2 separate regions of the Rattus norvegicus genome follow, and region 2 is linked to region 1. Evidence: chromatin contacts called from public Hi-C data. All regions are on one chromosome and are shown on one strand. Each heading gives the region's core, a stretch centred on a gene start, on an enhancer-like site or on the middle of the called end of the contact. The rest is flanking DNA. Distances are from core to core; before and after follow the strand shown.

Evidence for each region. Hi-C and Micro-C count contacts between places; a contact is called where the count stands out from the background.
Region 2: a contact with region 1 is called in a Hi-C map of mammary epithelial cells, with 2.2 times the contacts expected there. The contact joins the promoter of Mapk7 here to the promoter of Usp22 in region 1. A contact is called at or near these places in 5 of 12 Hi-C or Micro-C datasets (Schwann cells, hepatocytes, kidney and 2 more).

The regions. Positions count from the first base shown.
Region 1 is chr10:46,353,480-46,356,295 of GRCr8, forward strand. It overlaps Usp22 (ubiquitin specific peptidase 22), which reads right to left and starts at 1,460. Exons shown (of 13, transcript NM_001191644.2): 1 at 1,147-1,460. The coding sequence starts at 1,317.
Region 2 is chr10:46,673,415-46,676,230 of GRCr8, forward strand. Mapk7 (mitogen-activated protein kinase 7) reads right to left here and starts at 1,420. Exons shown (of 6, transcript NM_001191547.1): 1 at 1,189-1,420; 2 at 465-630. The coding sequence starts at 1,420.

The DNA of each region.
Region 1 (2,816 bases), core at 210-2,709:
GCCACGATGGGTTTTAAAAAAGGGAATTTAGCTTGGGGTGCGGGGCTGGGTGGTGGTGGTGGTGGTTTGCATTCACCTTTAAAACCATCGTTCCAGAAGCAGAGGCAGACGGATCTCTGTGAGTTAGAGGCCAGCCTGGTCTATAAATCGAGTTCAAGAACGCCAAGGGCTACAGAGAGAAACCCTGTCTTGAAAAACTAAAGTGGGAGAATTTGATGCTTAAATGATATACCCAGTGGATTTGTCAGTTCTCCCATTATAAAACGCTGCTCAAGTTAGAAACAAACAATTCCCCATTCCAGTTTTCACCTTCAAAATCAAATTGTAATAATGATTTTTTTAAGATTAAAGAATAACATTTTTCCACCTCCAAATCACTAGTAAAATAATCACAGCTGCTGAGATTTACAGGGCCAACAAAATAGCCACTACCTCGATGGCTGCGGCTGTCAATCACCTCCTACTAAAATCTCGATTCTCAACTCAAGTGCACAGAGGCCCTGCCAGCCTCAGGTGTCCGCGTCGGTCCCCATCCTCGGGAACCCGCTGCGATCCACAGAACTACCCTGCAGACCCCGACCCCCCACCGCGACCTTTACAAACAAGGACTACTCCGCAAAGGAACGTCCAGACAGATCTTCCTCCTCCGGCTCATTTTTAGCTCAGATCCCTCTCCTCATCCCCTCCAGGCTTCCGTCGCCACACCTCCAACAGCGCCAACTAGGCGGTCCTTTGCCCCCTCCCAGCACCACTACGCTTCCTCTAGCCCCCTCCCTGCACCACGACGCTTCCTCTAGCCCCCTCCCTGCACCACAACGCTTCCTCTAGCCCCCTCCCTACAACGCGAGGCTCCCCCTAGTCTCCCTTCCAGCATCATGATGCTTCCTCTAGCCCCCTCCCTACACCACGAGGCTTCCCCTTTCCCCCTCGTACCAGGATGCTTCCTTTAGCCCCTTCCTCGCACCGCGAGGCTTCGTCTTGCCCCTTCCTCTGCCCCTCCCCGGCACAGCGAAGCTTCCCCTCACGCCCACCCCTCAAGGCCTGGCTCCCTCTACTTCCTCCCCACACTACCAGGCTTCTCCTCTCCCACTCCCACCTACACTCCCCGCATCCCAGCCCGGAGAACGGCGCAGGACTAGGGCTCACCTTGCGCTTGCGAGCCTCGGCAGTTCCGCTCCATACGAAGCACTGGTAGATGGCCCGCAGGTTTTGCTTCCAGTTGTCCACCTTGAAGCTGCCCAGGTGCGAGCAGCCTGGCGGCGCCACCGCCAGCTCAGCGTCCATGGCCTCGACCTCAGGCTCGGGCCTGGCCACCATGGTGGGCAAGGCCCGGGCGCGCGGGGCAGGCGGCGACGGGGGCGAGGACGACGCCAGCGCGGCGAGAACAAAGCTGGAAGGACAAAGACCGCGTTGAGAACCGAGGCAGACGACAGCAGCACAGACCGCTCGCGCAGCTCTCCGACTTCGAGGAGGGCGGGGCGGGGTGGGGCGAGGCGGGGCTATCCGCGGGAAAGGATAACGTCACCCAGTCCGGCGGCCTTAGTGCGCAGGCTCCGACGCTCTAGGTCCCGCCTATCAGCCCTCCTCTCGACCGCAGGCTCCGGAAGGCAAGTGGGTGGGCCAACAGGATCCCGCCCCTGCGTCACATCATTGGTGGTTTGCAGTCTGAGGCACGGTCTGCGCCTATTATAGGCTGGAGGGTTGGTCCGGTCTGCTTTCGAGACGCCTCTGGAGACGGCAGCGAAGTGACGTTTCGAGTCTCTTCTTGGAAGGCGGGGCGTACTGACGATTGGGTAAAACTGAGTGTCCGTCAGGCCACTGAACCGGTTTGCACCGGCCTGAGCTCTGCCGCAAAGAGGCGGGGCGACGGACGGGGTGGGGCAGGGCAGGGCCTGCGTCTGCGAGGAGGGTTTCCAGGTTTGTTGGTCAGTGGAGTTGCTTGTGTGGGCGTTTCTGCAGAGACTGCCATCTTGGCAACTGTGTTAGGTACCGCAATGTCACAGCTGGCGATTGGGCGCGGCAAGAACACAGAGTGGGTTTCCTTCCCTAGATCGTATTCAGCGCTGTCCTATTGAACTAGAATGCCAGCCCGCATACGAATTCTTTTAGTACATTTTGTACAATTTTTTTGCAACAAGTAAGATAAAATTGATTTTAACAAGTAATCCAATAAAGGCAGAATATCATGTCAAATTTTTGCATTGGCTTTGAAATACCGTATTTTACAGTTTCGGTATAGCATATTCAATTTGTACCAGCCACATTACTCACACTAGCTACTCTTAAGTAGGTACAGTATAGAGCTATAATTCATTCAGCCCCCCTATCTGAGGGTAATTACACAGATGTGCAGTAAACCAACTCAGAAGAGAAAATACTGGTCTTCCACCCTACAAATTGTATCTACCGAGTAAGTAGACCCTCCCCCCATTATTCCCTATACAGGGTAACAGCTAGGTGTCAAACTCTGGCAGACAGGTATGCACGATGTGGAACAGTGAAGTGATTCACCAAGTCAGAAAAGGCAGAAGTAGAGACTTCATCGAATGCACTGAAGTAACAGCAGCTACCAGACAAGGCAGTTGAGAAAAATTGCCAACAGGCATTTTGCTGTCATGGTTCCAAGGAGCAATTGCAGTTGAGGCTTGTCTGATTGGTACCAGCCTGGCCTTAAAGCAGTGATGGTCTTACCCAAACTTAGATATGGCTTAGCATGCTATCTTAGTTGGCATCTGATTATCGTCCAGAGAGGTGTTACAGCATAGAGAAGAGGAGGGCATGTCTGTATATGGCTATTTGGGAGCTACTCAGGTCGA
Region 2 (2,816 bases), core at 170-2,669, 320 kb after region 1:
GCCCTGAGAATAGGACACTGCTTGCTGTGTGACACTACAATGTGCTGTCTGTTGTCCTACACAATTTGGACCTGTCCTGTCTGTCTGTCTGTCTCTCCTCTACTGTTGTTCAGGTTTTTTGTTTTGTCTTTGGAATATCATCTCACACAGCTCTGACTGGCCTTGAACTTACTATAGAACCAAAGGTGGCTGCCCATAAAGAGGTAAATCCTCTTCCCCTTAGTACAGGAGAGTCAACCTAAAACCTCAGAGATGCTCATCTGTCTACCACTGACCTATATCCCCAGCCCTTGCACTCTTCTTGGGAAATAAGAACTGTCCCTACCAATGTCCTACGGGGCAGCAGTCTTAGAAGTACAGCCCGCATCACTCTAGGTTCGATAGCCTTTCCAGAACTTCAGTATAACTGGCCCTGGACTTCAACTGATCCCAACCGTGTCTCCTCCTCCTGGCCCACTCCTTACACAGATCTGAATTCTCCATAGGGCACAGTGGGCCTCAGGATGTCCTTGATGGCGATGATATTGTCGTGTTTGAAGTGTTTGAGGATCTTCAGTTCCCTGAGGGTCCGTTTGGCATTGGTCACCACATCAAAAGCATTAGGTATCTTCTTGATGGCCACCTGCTGACCTGGAGAGCAGGAAAGGGCATATACCAGAAGAGTACCTTCAAGTTAGCTGCAGGTTCCTTTCAGCACTGCCCTTCTAGAACCCAGATAGCAAGAAGTACCTACTGTGTGCAGGGCCTTGTGTGTACCATTGAGCAAATTTTAATTTCACAACTACCTCATGAAGCAGCGACTAAGAGCTCACATACAGAGGAGGCACAGCTAGTTAGTGGTGGTTGTGATTGTACTAATTCATTCTCCCTCCTCACATAGTCGTTCCATCACTGATCCTCCCCATTCCACCACCAATCCATTGTGCCAATCTCTGGCTCTAGAACGTATCTCTTATGGGCACCAAGGAGTATCTCTCTATTCTGGCTTAAAGAGATATCCTTCCCCTAAGGAAAAAGTAGGCGGACTGGGAGAAACAGGGTTCCTGAGAAGGGTACCTAACGGGGAGCTGGCACCTAGTCGGTAAGCGTGAGTGGAACCAGAATCCCCGGTGCAGCTGATCCTCCTGGAACCGTGCGGGGCCTCTGGAAAGCAGTCCACACATGCTGAGCCTCAGGAAGCCAGCTCACCCGTGAGGCGGCGGCGCGCCGAGGACACCACCCCGTAGGCCCCATTGCCTATGGTCTCGATGATCTCGTACTCGTCCCCCACGTCAAAGGTCACGTCGAAGGAGCGGGCTTTGAGCAGGGCCAGGTTCTTGGCCACGACAGATGCAGCGGAGTGGACGGGTTCTGCCTTCACCCGCCCAGGGGGTTCCCCAGAGCCATCTTCGCCGTCCTCCTCCTTCAACGGTTCGGCCATGGTCTATATGAGGCGCTGGTGAGAAGATCGTCCCGAGGGCTTCTCAGTTCCCCCTCTGTGGGCTACGAAGCAGGACCTGAGCAGCAGGCGAGAGGGGACCGCTGGCACAGAGAACCCCGCGGCCCGGGATCCAGGGGGGCGCGGCGCGGCCCCGGAAGAAAGGGAGGGGCGGGGCGCTGGGACTCCCGGGACCGCACTCACCGACCGGCCGGCACCTCGCCGCCACACCTCCTCGGGGGATTGGGGTTCCTGGGTCTTGCCGACCCAGTGATGAGTGTTCCCCTGGACTCGCTCACTTATCAAGGACCGCCGCTTCCACCAAAGCCTCGCGTGCGCCGAAGCAGACCACCCCACCGGCCGCCCCAGGACCACGCTCCTCCAGCCCCTGGCCAATCGTTGAACAGCCCCCACGGAGGTTCCAACCCCTTCATTTTACTCTATCCAATCAAAGTTTACCGGACGGGAAAGCCGCGCCCTTGTCATTCACGCGCGCGCCCCCGCGCGCCCAGCTGTCCCACTCGCGGCGGGATCCGCCCAAGGGGTGACGCGCGCTCCTCATGGGTGCGCGCGCAGCCCCGCTCCATGCTCTCACGCATGCGTACTAGCGGCCTCGGGAGTTTGGGAGAAGAGAGGGCAAGGGTCCACCAAGTTCGTGTGCACTTCTGAGTTTACCGGCTCCACAGGCCCGAAGGGGCGGAGATAAGGGGCGATTGTTACCTAGGCAACAGGCTCCGCACCCCACCTCCCTCGCAGGTTCTTTTGGCTCTTCTTCCTTCCTTGTTAGCTTCATCTCCTAGGGGATTTGCTGCGCACTCTTTCGGCGCCGGAAGTTCTGGACGCCTTATCCCCGAGTAGTGACCAGAGAGACCCAAGTCCTCCGGATTCTAGAGCGGCACTGACTTGCTCCCTCCGCGCCCCCTAAACCAATGCGCATGCGCTCTGGACCGCGACAGGGCACCTAACCTCTCCCTTTTTTGTGTCCATCCTGCTGGGTCGTCTGGACAAGGCTAAAGTGAGCGCTGTTAATCCGAGAGTTAGAAAAGTTCTCGGTAGGCAGCTTAAGTGGGGCTCACTCCAAGGAGATCTGGGATTCCCAGTGAGACAAGAAAAGTGTGGAGAGGAAAACTGGGATGAAACCCAGTAAATCTAAGTTACCGCTTGACATTTTCTACTCAGTTCTCAACTAAAAGCCAAAGGTAGAGTTCAAAGCAGAAATGAATCTTGGTAATAATACAGTTGTTTATGTTGCCCAGCCTTTCCCACCTTGTACCAAAATTTATGCAAAAAGTTTCACATCAATTCACTTTCACAAACTTAATACCTGCTCCTTTGATTTTGATTAAAATTTCCTATAAAACTGGGCATGGTAGCTCACGCCTTTAGTTGGTCTCAGTAC